Regions from separate parts of the Hordeum vulgare genome. Here region 2 is linked to region 1. Evidence: chromatin contacts called from public Hi-C data. All regions are on one chromosome and are shown on one strand. Each heading gives the region's core, a stretch centred on a gene start, on an enhancer-like site or on the middle of the called end of the contact. The rest is flanking DNA. Distances are from core to core; before and after follow the strand shown.

Region 1 (5,207 bases), core at 1,977-4,476:
AAAGGGGAGGGAAGGATCAGCACCGAATCAGTTGCCGTCAAATTAACCCATTGACATGCATCATGCGAATTTCGAGGGAGAGAGCTGTGCCCACGGAGAGGGAGAGGGAGGGCGTGCGCAAACGAACAAAGGCGATTCAAAGGCGATGCAAGAGGATAACAAATGCTTTACAACAAAAAAGAAGAAGAAGAAGAAGAAAAGCTGAAAGGGCAAGCTGTGAACTGAATCGAAAGGGGGGCGGGCGGAGAAAAGGAAACGGAAAAAAGAAGAGATTGATGGATGGATGGAGCAGTTTGTGGGTGGTGTGTGGGGGAGAGGGGGGAGGAGGGAGACGGACCTTGTTGGAGGGTGGAGGAGGTGGTGGATGGTAGGTAGGCTTCTGGATGAGTGACGAGGAGGAAGAATCTATCGCTGCCGCTGCCGCTGCCGCTGCCGCTGCTGGTTTGTTGTTCTCCCCAGCGGGGGCGGGGGCGGGGGACTTCTTATAGCAGCAGGGGAGGCACAGGCAGCCGCTCATCTTCAACTATCGCGACTCTACTCTTTTGTTTTCTCTCCTCTCTTCTCTCTTCTCTCTTCTCTCCCCGGATGGATGGACGGACGGATTACTGGCAAACATGGCACGTGGAACGCGGTGAGTGGAAAGAAGAAGGCAACGAAAGAAGTTAGCAGCAAAGGAGGGGCTGGCTCTGTGGCCAAATGGCCGGTCACTATGGTCCTCTTTTCTCTTTTTCTAGTACTAGCATGTTTTGGTCAGATCATTAAACCCGTGAATTGAAGGTGGCCGGACCTGCTTATGTTTATCCTTTCCTTTTGTACTACTACTACTACTACTTTCTAATGTTATTATTTATGGAATCAAATATATATAAGATGGGTCGAGAGAAAGCTTACGAACAAAGGAACTGCTGCATGATGCAATTGCCACTAGGTCTAGGAACCGACAAAGTTCACAAGTCAAAGCATATCAGGATACCAGTACTACTCTACTCGTTTCTGCCAGCCAGCCAGCCAGCCATTCAACTGTGTGCTGCCTAGTACTAGTAGTAGTACTAGTCAGATCCCCAGAAGCGTTTGCCCAGGTGCATGGGGTGAAGGTGGGGGCTGGGGTAATCACCAGCTCCCAGATACAAGGACAATTGGCCCCTCTACTCCCAACGAACGTCTAAATCCAGATCCTGGGGCCGGAGGAAGGGCCACCTCTTCACGGGGACGTAGCATCTTCCTTTTCATAGACGAGGAAGGCGGAGCGGAAATGACGCCTCTATCCCGTACCAACTGCCGAGACCAACGCCTCCTGAATTATTGGAAGGAACCTATGCAACGTACCGCTCCCTCCCTCCCTCCCTACTCCTCAATCGACGACCAGGGGCAGGCATTTGCTCCCGAATCTCCTGAATTGACGACCGAACGGCAACGGCTTGCTCTTTTTTTTTTGAAGACAGACTGTAAATGCTTGCTATGACGGCGTTTCTGCTCTTTTTTTGACATGCATGATGTATTATGCCAAATAATACTTCAGCATGTTCTTTAGAATGTAAGATTAATACATTGGGACGACATATGTGTAGGATTCTTTCTTTGTTGATGGCATCTCGGCTGGAGGAGCTGCTACCACACATGGTTGAGGGTTGCAATCAGCTTCAAGCTCTGCATCACATCACTACGTGTAGCGTTGTGGCGTTGATGCCAACAAATTAAAAGACCAGGCGTCCTCTACCTATGGTTTACAAGTTTTTATGTACAATCTCCTACGTAAAAGTTTGGTGTTTCTGCACATTACTCTTTGTTTTCTTGAGACATTAGTAATCTAAATGAGGATTTGTTATAACCTTCGAGTGTAATAACTTGCATAGGTGGTGTTTGAAAACTCCAAAAAGAGGAAAATAGGAAGCTGACGCATTGGATGACCTAGTCGTTAGTATTTCGAATCAAAGTCAAACTACCCAACATCAAGCCAAAAGGATGGACATCATTCTCGAAGAACCAGGAGAGTAGGAACATAGAGTAGACCTAGCTTAATTGGCGTCGTTCAGTCTTAGCAATAATGCCCGATAGACTCCACCTTATCGCTTTAAGGAAAAGCAGCAACATATTTATGCACTAGTATAAACTTTCTCCTGTACACTTGAGACTTTGTGAAGTTATTTTCAATCCAGAGCACATTATTGTGTTTAATTAACATTATCGCTGGGCACCTCTTTGGAAAACCGTTCTTCCCGCGTATTCTATGCGGTTTGTTGACACTCATGTTGATGGTGGATGCAGGGAGGACTAAAGAAAACAATGCCTTTGTCTGTTGGAAGTTGGATCCATATACTATTCAATGATTGCTTTTGCAAAGTATAGGAGATCATGGGCAACATGCAAGCCCCATGTGCAGATCAAGCTGGTCAACTCAGCTGTGCAGTAATGCGTTTTGGTTCTTTGAGCGCGAAAATGAGGTGCATTTGGTTCAGCCATCGCAAGGCATTGTGGCTGGCATCCTCCCATATTCTGGGAAGAAGATCTAGGCATGTGGCGTGGATCAAAGGGACCCATGGCCCATGCCGTTCCCAAAACAGCAAAGGCACATGCCATGATGCCAAACTTATAGCCAAAGCTTAAGAAGGGCCGGATAGAGGACGGATATGCTAGCTATGCATGGTGCATGCAGTTGCCAAGGCGTGCGTAGTGTAGTGCAGGTGCAGGTGCAGGTGCAGTACGTACCAATGCAGGTGCGACGGGCGCGGCCTGGACGGGGGTGGTCCTGATGAGCTTGGGGCGGAAGGAGGCGGAGGAGGAGGGCGCGGGGGTGCCGAGGCTGGCGGCGATGGTGGAGGAGCGGGCACGGGGCGCGACGGTTGCGTAGCACCAGTTAGCCGCGGCGGTCGACATTGTCTGCAGATGGGCGGTGCCTGGCGCCCTCCTTATATATACGCGCGCAAGAAATAGTGCCGGGAGCGGCTGCGCGCGGAGGACCAAGCTAGCCAAGGACGGGTTGCGCGCGGCGGCGTGCGGCTCGGCGAGGCCGGTGGATCCCGGCCACTGGCGATGGGCGCCCTCATCCCCCCGGCGGGACACCGGATAGGCTCCCGATAACGCGACGCTCCATCGTGGCCAACGGTTCGCGCGGCACGGATCCTGGTCCACACGCGGGAGGATGGGGCCGGAAATTGAAGGGTTTGAATGCGTGGCGTTGGGGGACGTGGGATTACGGTCGAGAGATGGATGACGATATGGACATGCCGCTACCTGCTGCTATCCTCCGCCGCGTATCAGTCAACAATTATCAAAGGTTTTCTTGCTTGGGCCTGGGCCGACGGTGAGGTGTGGTCGCGATGAAGTGGGTCAAGTGTGTGATCAGGATGTGCTCAGAATAAGGTGTGATCAGGATGTGCTCGGTGAATCATTAGCTCGAGAGATAAGACCGGGAACCAGGATACACCTCGGTGAATCATTAGCTCTGGTAAACATCTTCTACGTCAGTAAGGCTTCGTTTGACATGGGTGGTTTTCCTGCCCCAAGGAGGTCGAGGATTGCAGGGAGACCGTTGATGCACGTTTATGTCATTGTCAGAACAAACCATACGAAATAAGATTGTCAAATTCAGATATCTTTTGAAGTGATTGCTTCAAGTATGACAGTGCAAGCTTTCATGTGCCCCTTATATTGCCCATGTCAAGCAAATGGACGGTTCTTCCACTTACAGTACATACAATCTATGGTACCAAGCTTCCCGGGAAAGCCTCTCTCGCATTGATCGTCAATAAATGGGTTGTATCTGTGGCATTTGAATCTCTTAAGTACTCCAGACCAAATACTGCTACCACAACCTTGTGGAACTTCTACAATGATGCAATTCATGAGGACTCACTCATGCAGACATACTCATAAACATGATAACCCGTGAATTACGTATGCAAGCATCCGAATAGCCACATTGCATTTGTGATAAAAGGAGACATCAACCTTTCCAAGGGCATCCTCTTTGCATCATACGCCATCACTCCCTCACGAATATGGTTGAACCCATGTCTTGCCATCCTGGAGCAGTGCCAAAAAAGCTTGGGGTTGAAGAGTGTGAACATGCACTCAAAGTAGACGGTGAAGAGTAGGCAATGGTCGCTTTCTCTTTTCCGATTCAACGCTGGAGCATGGCCCAAAATGGATCCTCTGAACCTCGGCCGCTGCCTAGCAATGTGCTCATTGATGAACAAAGTAGCAACAACAAAATCCTCACCGACGGACGAAGAATCGTCCGAATCACAAATGAAGTTGTTGAAAAAGAATTCATCCCCACTATCCATTGTACCTTGCGGGCAAAGCAACGAACACCTTGTGGGCGTTATGTGGTAGCAACCAGTGAAGAGCTCCACGCCCTCCCCGTACATGCAGGAGGCATGTGAAAGTAGAGGCGAGTGCGGTGAGCGGCGCTGGAGCACGAGGCTGGTGGAAGTGCAGTGGAGGTCGGTGCTGGCAACTGTAGCTGCCCTTGAACCAAAAGTGGAGAGAAGAGGCCACAAATGTCGGCAAGAATGTGCCTTCGGATGCGGCATTGAGGTGGGGGGAATGGGTACATGCGGGAGGAGGAATGGGCATCGTCCAAGCGACCAGAAGTGGGTGGCGGTAGGCCTGGGCGTTCGGTAGAAACCGAAAGTTCGGTTTCTACTGTTCGGTCTTTTTTGAAAATCGTTTTCTAATATTGCTGACCGAAAAGAGCACAAAAAGATTGAAAACCAAAAACTCGGTTAACCGAAAAATTCGGTTCGGTTTCAGTTTATACCGAAGAGAAACATCAATTGTTCTCACCACGTTTCGAGCATGTATTTTTCCTCTGGCAGCAAGCCTTCTTAAGTAGACGAACTCACTGCCTCATCTCGTGTAGCTAGGCGAGGTGGGACAAATCCAAATGCATGCGGAATGAATGAGCGAGCGGGCTTCAGCAGAGGCGATACGTCGAGGCCAGCCTGGCACAATCTGTCATGCAAAAAAGTGGGCCTAATTACCTGTGTTATGTGACCAGCCGAGGCGCCCAGCACGTCTCGCATGCACACATGCGGCAATTTCCATAGCAAGTTCGGTTTATGTTTCGGTGTCCGATATAAAACCGAACCGGCTGAATACAATTCGGTTAGTAAAGTTCAAAACCGAATTTTCCTATAACAGCATGAAAAACCGAAAATTCGGTTTTTTCGGTTTCGGCATCGGTTCGGTCTTTGGTTCATCGG
Region 2 (5,268 bases), core at 390-2,889, 560 kb after region 1:
CGAGATATCTTGTGCATCGGGATTCCGGTGATGCTTTGGGTAATCTCAGAGTTGAGGTTTTCCACTAGGGAATCCGACGAGGTCGCGAGCTTCTTGATTGAGGATTTCTATGCGGCTTGTGGTAATTTGTGATGGACTAGTTGGAGCACCCCTGCAGGGTTAAATTTTTCGGAAAGCCGTGTCCGCGGTTATGTGGCAACGTGGAAGCTTTGTTTAACACTGGTTCTAGATAACTTGAAGTTAACTTAATTAAAACTTGTCAACTGTGTGTGTAACCGTGACTGTCTCTTTCGTGAGTTCCTTCTCCGATCGAGGACACGGTGGGGTTATGTCTGACGTAGGTAGATGTTCAGGATCATTCACTTGATCATCAGTAGTTCACGTCCGTTATGCGTAGATCTTCCCCCTCTTATTCTTGTACTCGTAAGTTTAGCCACCAAATATATGCTTAGCCGCTGCTGCAACCTCACCACTTAACCATGCCTCACCCATTAAGCAAATGTTTTTTTTAGTCCTGCCTATCTAATTCGACAGAGCCTCTACTTTTTGAAGTTATGCAAGGTGACATATTGAGACAAAATGAAACGCAAGTTTAGTGGTAATTGGAATTTGGATCTAGCTAGGTAGCGACAAGGCGCGTGCTTATTCAACACACTTAGCTTGGCTGGCATGATAGTAAATTATTGTGTGTTGTTATCGTAAACAATTGTCATGCCATGTCATGTTCATCGGTAGGCAGCTTGGAACTATCTCTGACAGATACAAATTAGAGGTCAATAATGTCTCAGTATGATTGTTCCCTGGTTTGCCGCTTCTTTGATAGGATATGAATAACCAGTAAGGTGGGTCGGGAGGTTGTCTAGAAAATTAAGCACGACCAAGATCCAATCTTTTCATCATGTCGTGGACGCGTGACGGCTATGGAGACACGTCGGGAGCGAGAGAATAGTTGTCAGTCGATTGCTGTTATTGCCTGACATATACGTTATGGATCTTGAGAACTACTACATTTATATGTATGTATAGAGACACCAATATGATGTTGAAAACTACAGCACTGAAAAAAAATGTTAGGAATTCCTTTTTCGTTTTACATATGCCGGAGCAGCGAAAATGCCTATTGGAGCTAGGGCTCCATGGCACCCTTTGTTTTTAAAAAATTCAAAATTCAAAATTTCTGTTTCAAAAAAAACTAAAAACAAATATGCAAATACACAAAGATGAAATGTATATGTGTGCAAAAAATCAGAATGAAATACCTTAAGATTCAATCTGTGCAAAAATAACAAATTCATAAACTTTTGGCATGAATAGTATCATGTGTTAAAAAACCATAAAAAAAATTGACACAGACCTCATTTCAATGTATTTTGTTCTACATCACTGAAAATATGATGTTTAAAACTACATCACTGAATATATTGTTAGGAATTCCTTTTTCGTTTTATATATGCCAGAGCAGCGACTGTTGTAAGAAGGAATACATTAACGAAGCAGGTGCTGCCGTGTGAATCTGCACTTAATTGCGGTTGTTTCAGACGGGCCCCATGAAAAGGCCAGGGCACACGGTATGCTGAAGGTAGAAGAAAAGAACTGATCCAAAGCGTGGATTTGACGACAGAATGCCACAGCTCAGTCATCAAGGCTCCTCAGTCCTCAGCAAGTCTAGTTGCTACGTCGCTACTAGTTCTGTTGGTTACATCATAGACTGTCATCAAAATCTGGCTCGGGCCTCTCGAAAATATTAAACCAAACAAAAGCCTTTTAGAAAACAACAGCCGTAGAGAGAGTCCCTTTGTCTTTTGTTTTCTGGGATGTCAAAATCCAAGCAATCTTTTTTTTTTTGCGAATCAAAATCCAAGCAATCTTCTGCAACTAAAGCAAAGAAGCAGGTGTATCCGTGTAGGCTGTGGAGTACTCCATTTGGGCTGCAGATTAGTGCTAAAGGCGCCCAAATCCCCATGGGTGCGGTCTTGTAATGCAACTGCTTTTGGAAAGAAGGCGCATTGATTGGTGGGGCTTGTGTTAGATCGCTTTGCCCTTTTCTTTTCTAAGTAGGGTGCTCAGGTCAGGTCAGGTGGTGGTATGGCAATGGCATGCACACCTTAATGGTTAAGGTATCTCAAGCAAGGCAAAGCATGCACGTAGGCCCTTTTCTTGTCTTTCTGTCATTCCTGCATCATCTAAATCCAAGATGACCAGCAAAGCAATAGCTAGAGTAGATTCCAGTCTTTTGGAACTAGTACCTCTGCAACAGAACCGACTTTGGCGACTCGGACCGCGTCGGAAGCTATGCCAGATGCCCACATGTCATGCGTCCACTCAAAGTTGCTTGGAGCATGCCGATCCAGAGGTTCGTCTCGGCTTTATTTGATACCTAGCCCTCCCTGCATCAAACGAAGAAACATGCAACTTCTTTGCTGACCAAATGTTCTTATTTCTGCAACAAAAAGAGAGATGATATATACTGTATTAATCAGAACATGGGTTACAATCAGCACAGATCAACCGTTCAGCACTTGCCATCAAAATTCAGAAAATGCTCGAACGGTCGTAAGGCTCGCTCAGGCCTTGTTCGGTTGCAAGGGGTTTGAAAGGGATTGGAGGGGATTGGGGAGGATTAAATCCCCTGTAAGTCAAAATCCACCTCAATCCCCTCCAATCCTCTATGAGAGAGGTTTAACCGAACATAGCCTCAGGAAGATGATTGACCTGAAAGAATCAGCGTGGTTTCATCCTCATTACACGCATATTACTGCCTTGTCTTTATCAGATTGTTCCCAGGCACCTGTTTTACTACTGTACCGATTACTACGTATTTGGCTTCAGAAGGCGACCTGAAATTTCTCAGGAACACGGAGCAGCGGTAGCTGATAGTCACCAGGCTCTCCTAGCTGCCCGCAGGCAGCCATCTGGTCATCGCCTCTGCTTAGCCGCACCATAACGGTAAGGCCAGATTGGATTAACATGTTACGGAACTCGATAATTTTCTCATCGGGCGTCGGCTTGAACTGGGACCCGCTATGGGGATTGAAAGAGATGAGGTTGATCTTGCAGGGAATACCACGAACCAGCTCTGTAAGCCTCTTCGCATCATCCACACTGCAAGCATAGTAAACCCAAAAAAATGAGTTCAGGATTCAAGGGGTAAATCATTTTGCTGCAAGGTCTTCAAAAAAATTTTACTTACAGACTGGAAGCTTTAATTTGTGTACAAGAAACTTGCTAAAACAACAATGTCGACTATATTATATACTGTATAGATCACCATTCGACTCCTCATTTGGCCCATATGCATGAAGCAGTTAAAAATTGAGTAGTACTGGAAAAAAGAACACCCGTTTGCAAATGTTGCTATATCCATGTCCCAAGTAAAAATATCACCAGATGTAAGCTCTTCTAAGAAGAATCGTTGAGATGAAAACAATGAGAAACAATTGTTTAACCCAAGATTCCTGACCTGTCATTCACTCCAGCAAGCATGACGTATTCAAATAGCACTATGGACTTAGGTCTCAAACAAAGTTCCTCCCTCAAAGTGCCAAGAAGCGTACTAAGATTGTACTTTCTGTTAATGGGCATTATCCAATTCCTAACCTGGAACAGGAAGTTAGTGTATACAGCATAGCAAAATAGTGTCAAACCATTTCACCACAATAGAATAACAAATTTTCAGTTTCACCTCATCAGTTGTTGCATTAAGACTCACGGCCAGATCACAATTGGATTCATTGAGGAAGCGTTTTATCTCTGGAACGAGACCACTTGTGGATACAGTAACCTTGCGAGGACTAAACTGAAGGCCCTGCTCATCAACCATTATAGATGATGCTTTTATTACGTTATCTACATTGTGCAACGGCTCGCCCATGCCCTGGAAAAATTAGATATTAATGGAAGATTATTGAGGAAAAGTGATAGCATCTTATTAAAAAAAATGCAACAGCATTAATACTATACAAATACTAGTGAATAATGCATACCAAGGCTTCCATGACGTTGCTATCATTATCACTAGAGTCTAAACTTATAAATGTGGAACTCAGAAAAGACCAAAACTATGATAAAGGAAGCCATAACGTTAGGCCTACAATTTCAACAGTAATGAATACTGATATCAGGATACAAATGCAGGCCAAAGCAGGGTAATGCTACCAGGAACAATGCCAAGTAGGGGGAATATATCTAACATGCCGGTTGGAGTTCAAAAAAATAAAACACAAAGGGTAGTTTTATAGTAATTCAAGAAGAATGGCATGCAAAAGCAAGATACATATTCAAGATAAAACTATGAACTACAGTCATATGCTTAGTTAAACACCATACTAGAGTTAGTGTTATTAGTTACCATGAAAAGAATGCTTACCATAAATACAACATTTGTAATAGAACCAAATTCATCTGAAAATAGCTTACGAGCAAACACAGCCTGCTCAACTATCTCAGCTGTAGACAAATGCTTTCTCAAGCCCATTCTTCAGCGCCCAAAAGAAATAGAAGAAAGAATATGAAATAGGTACTACAAAAATATGAAATAGCTACTACAAACGCTATGCAAAGAATGTCGACAGACCTCCCAGTGAAGCAAAACTGACAATTCATGGCACAGCCCACTTGACTTGAAACACAGACCGTTGTCCGCCCCCTGGCACTAGGAATGACAACTGTTTCAATCACAGAGGCATCTTCAAGAGAGAACAGTATCTGTAACATCCTGTGTTCCAAAATCAATCATATTCTGAGAACATTACAGAAGACATCAGTGACGGTGAAAGAGCTACCTTTCGGGTTCCATCCGATGCAGTAATAATGTCTTTAACAGTTAATGCCTTGAGATCAGCATGATCACTTATCATTTTCCTCAAGTCCTTGTTCAAGCCTGAACACGATTAGAGGCAGTGTAACTGAATTCACTCAACCAGATACTAACAACGGAACATAGGGAAAAAATATTGTACTGGTAAAAGGTTGTACTAAAGCTGCGTCAATTAATTTGGATCGGAGGGAGTACCAAAGAAAAGAAACATGAGTAAATGGCCAATTTGACAAGCATAATTTCAAGTACTAGAACAAACCCCAAAAATGTAATATAAATCGTGTCGAGGTAGTGAGATATGGGGCAAACAGAATTATCACATTCAAAGTTAGAGCTACATCTACTTGTACAGTTAGTGGGTTTTCCTACTGAGGAGAAAAAACTAGTTGATAGTGAAATACACTCTGGCATCTGCTATCTTATTTTTCTTCCTTTTCTTTCCTGAAAATGAC

The links. A called contact is a pair of places that touch in the nucleus more often than the background predicts.
Region 2: a Hi-C map of leaf shows a contact between it and region 1, with 3 times the contacts expected there. The contact joins the enhancer-like site here to the promoter of LOC123443950 in region 1. A contact is called at or near these places in 2 of 6 Hi-C or Micro-C datasets (leaf and seedling).

The regions. Positions count from the first base shown.
Region 1 is chr3H:390,243,610-390,248,816 of MorexV3_pseudomolecules_assembly, forward strand. It overlaps LOC123443950 (carbonic anhydrase, chloroplastic), which reads right to left and starts at 3,227. Exons shown (of 8, transcript XM_045120526.1): 1 at 2,707-3,227. The coding sequence starts at 2,874.
Region 2 is chr3H:390,809,467-390,814,734 of MorexV3_pseudomolecules_assembly, forward strand. LOC123443954 (dual-specificity RNA methyltransferase RlmN) reads right to left here. Exons shown (of 8, transcript XM_045120529.1): 3 at 4,782-4,879; 4 at 4,574-4,704; 5 at 4,367-4,475; 6 at 3,683-3,874; 7 at 3,461-3,597; 8 at 2,691-3,102. The coding sequence ends at 2,826. Among protein-coding and RNA genes, the nearest start is that of LOC123443954, 18 kb to the right of the region's middle. Within about 2 kb of position 1,640, at least 2 of the 3 cell types and tissues checked have open chromatin away from gene starts, as enhancers often do. A contact at or near this core is called in leaf, where this site is marked.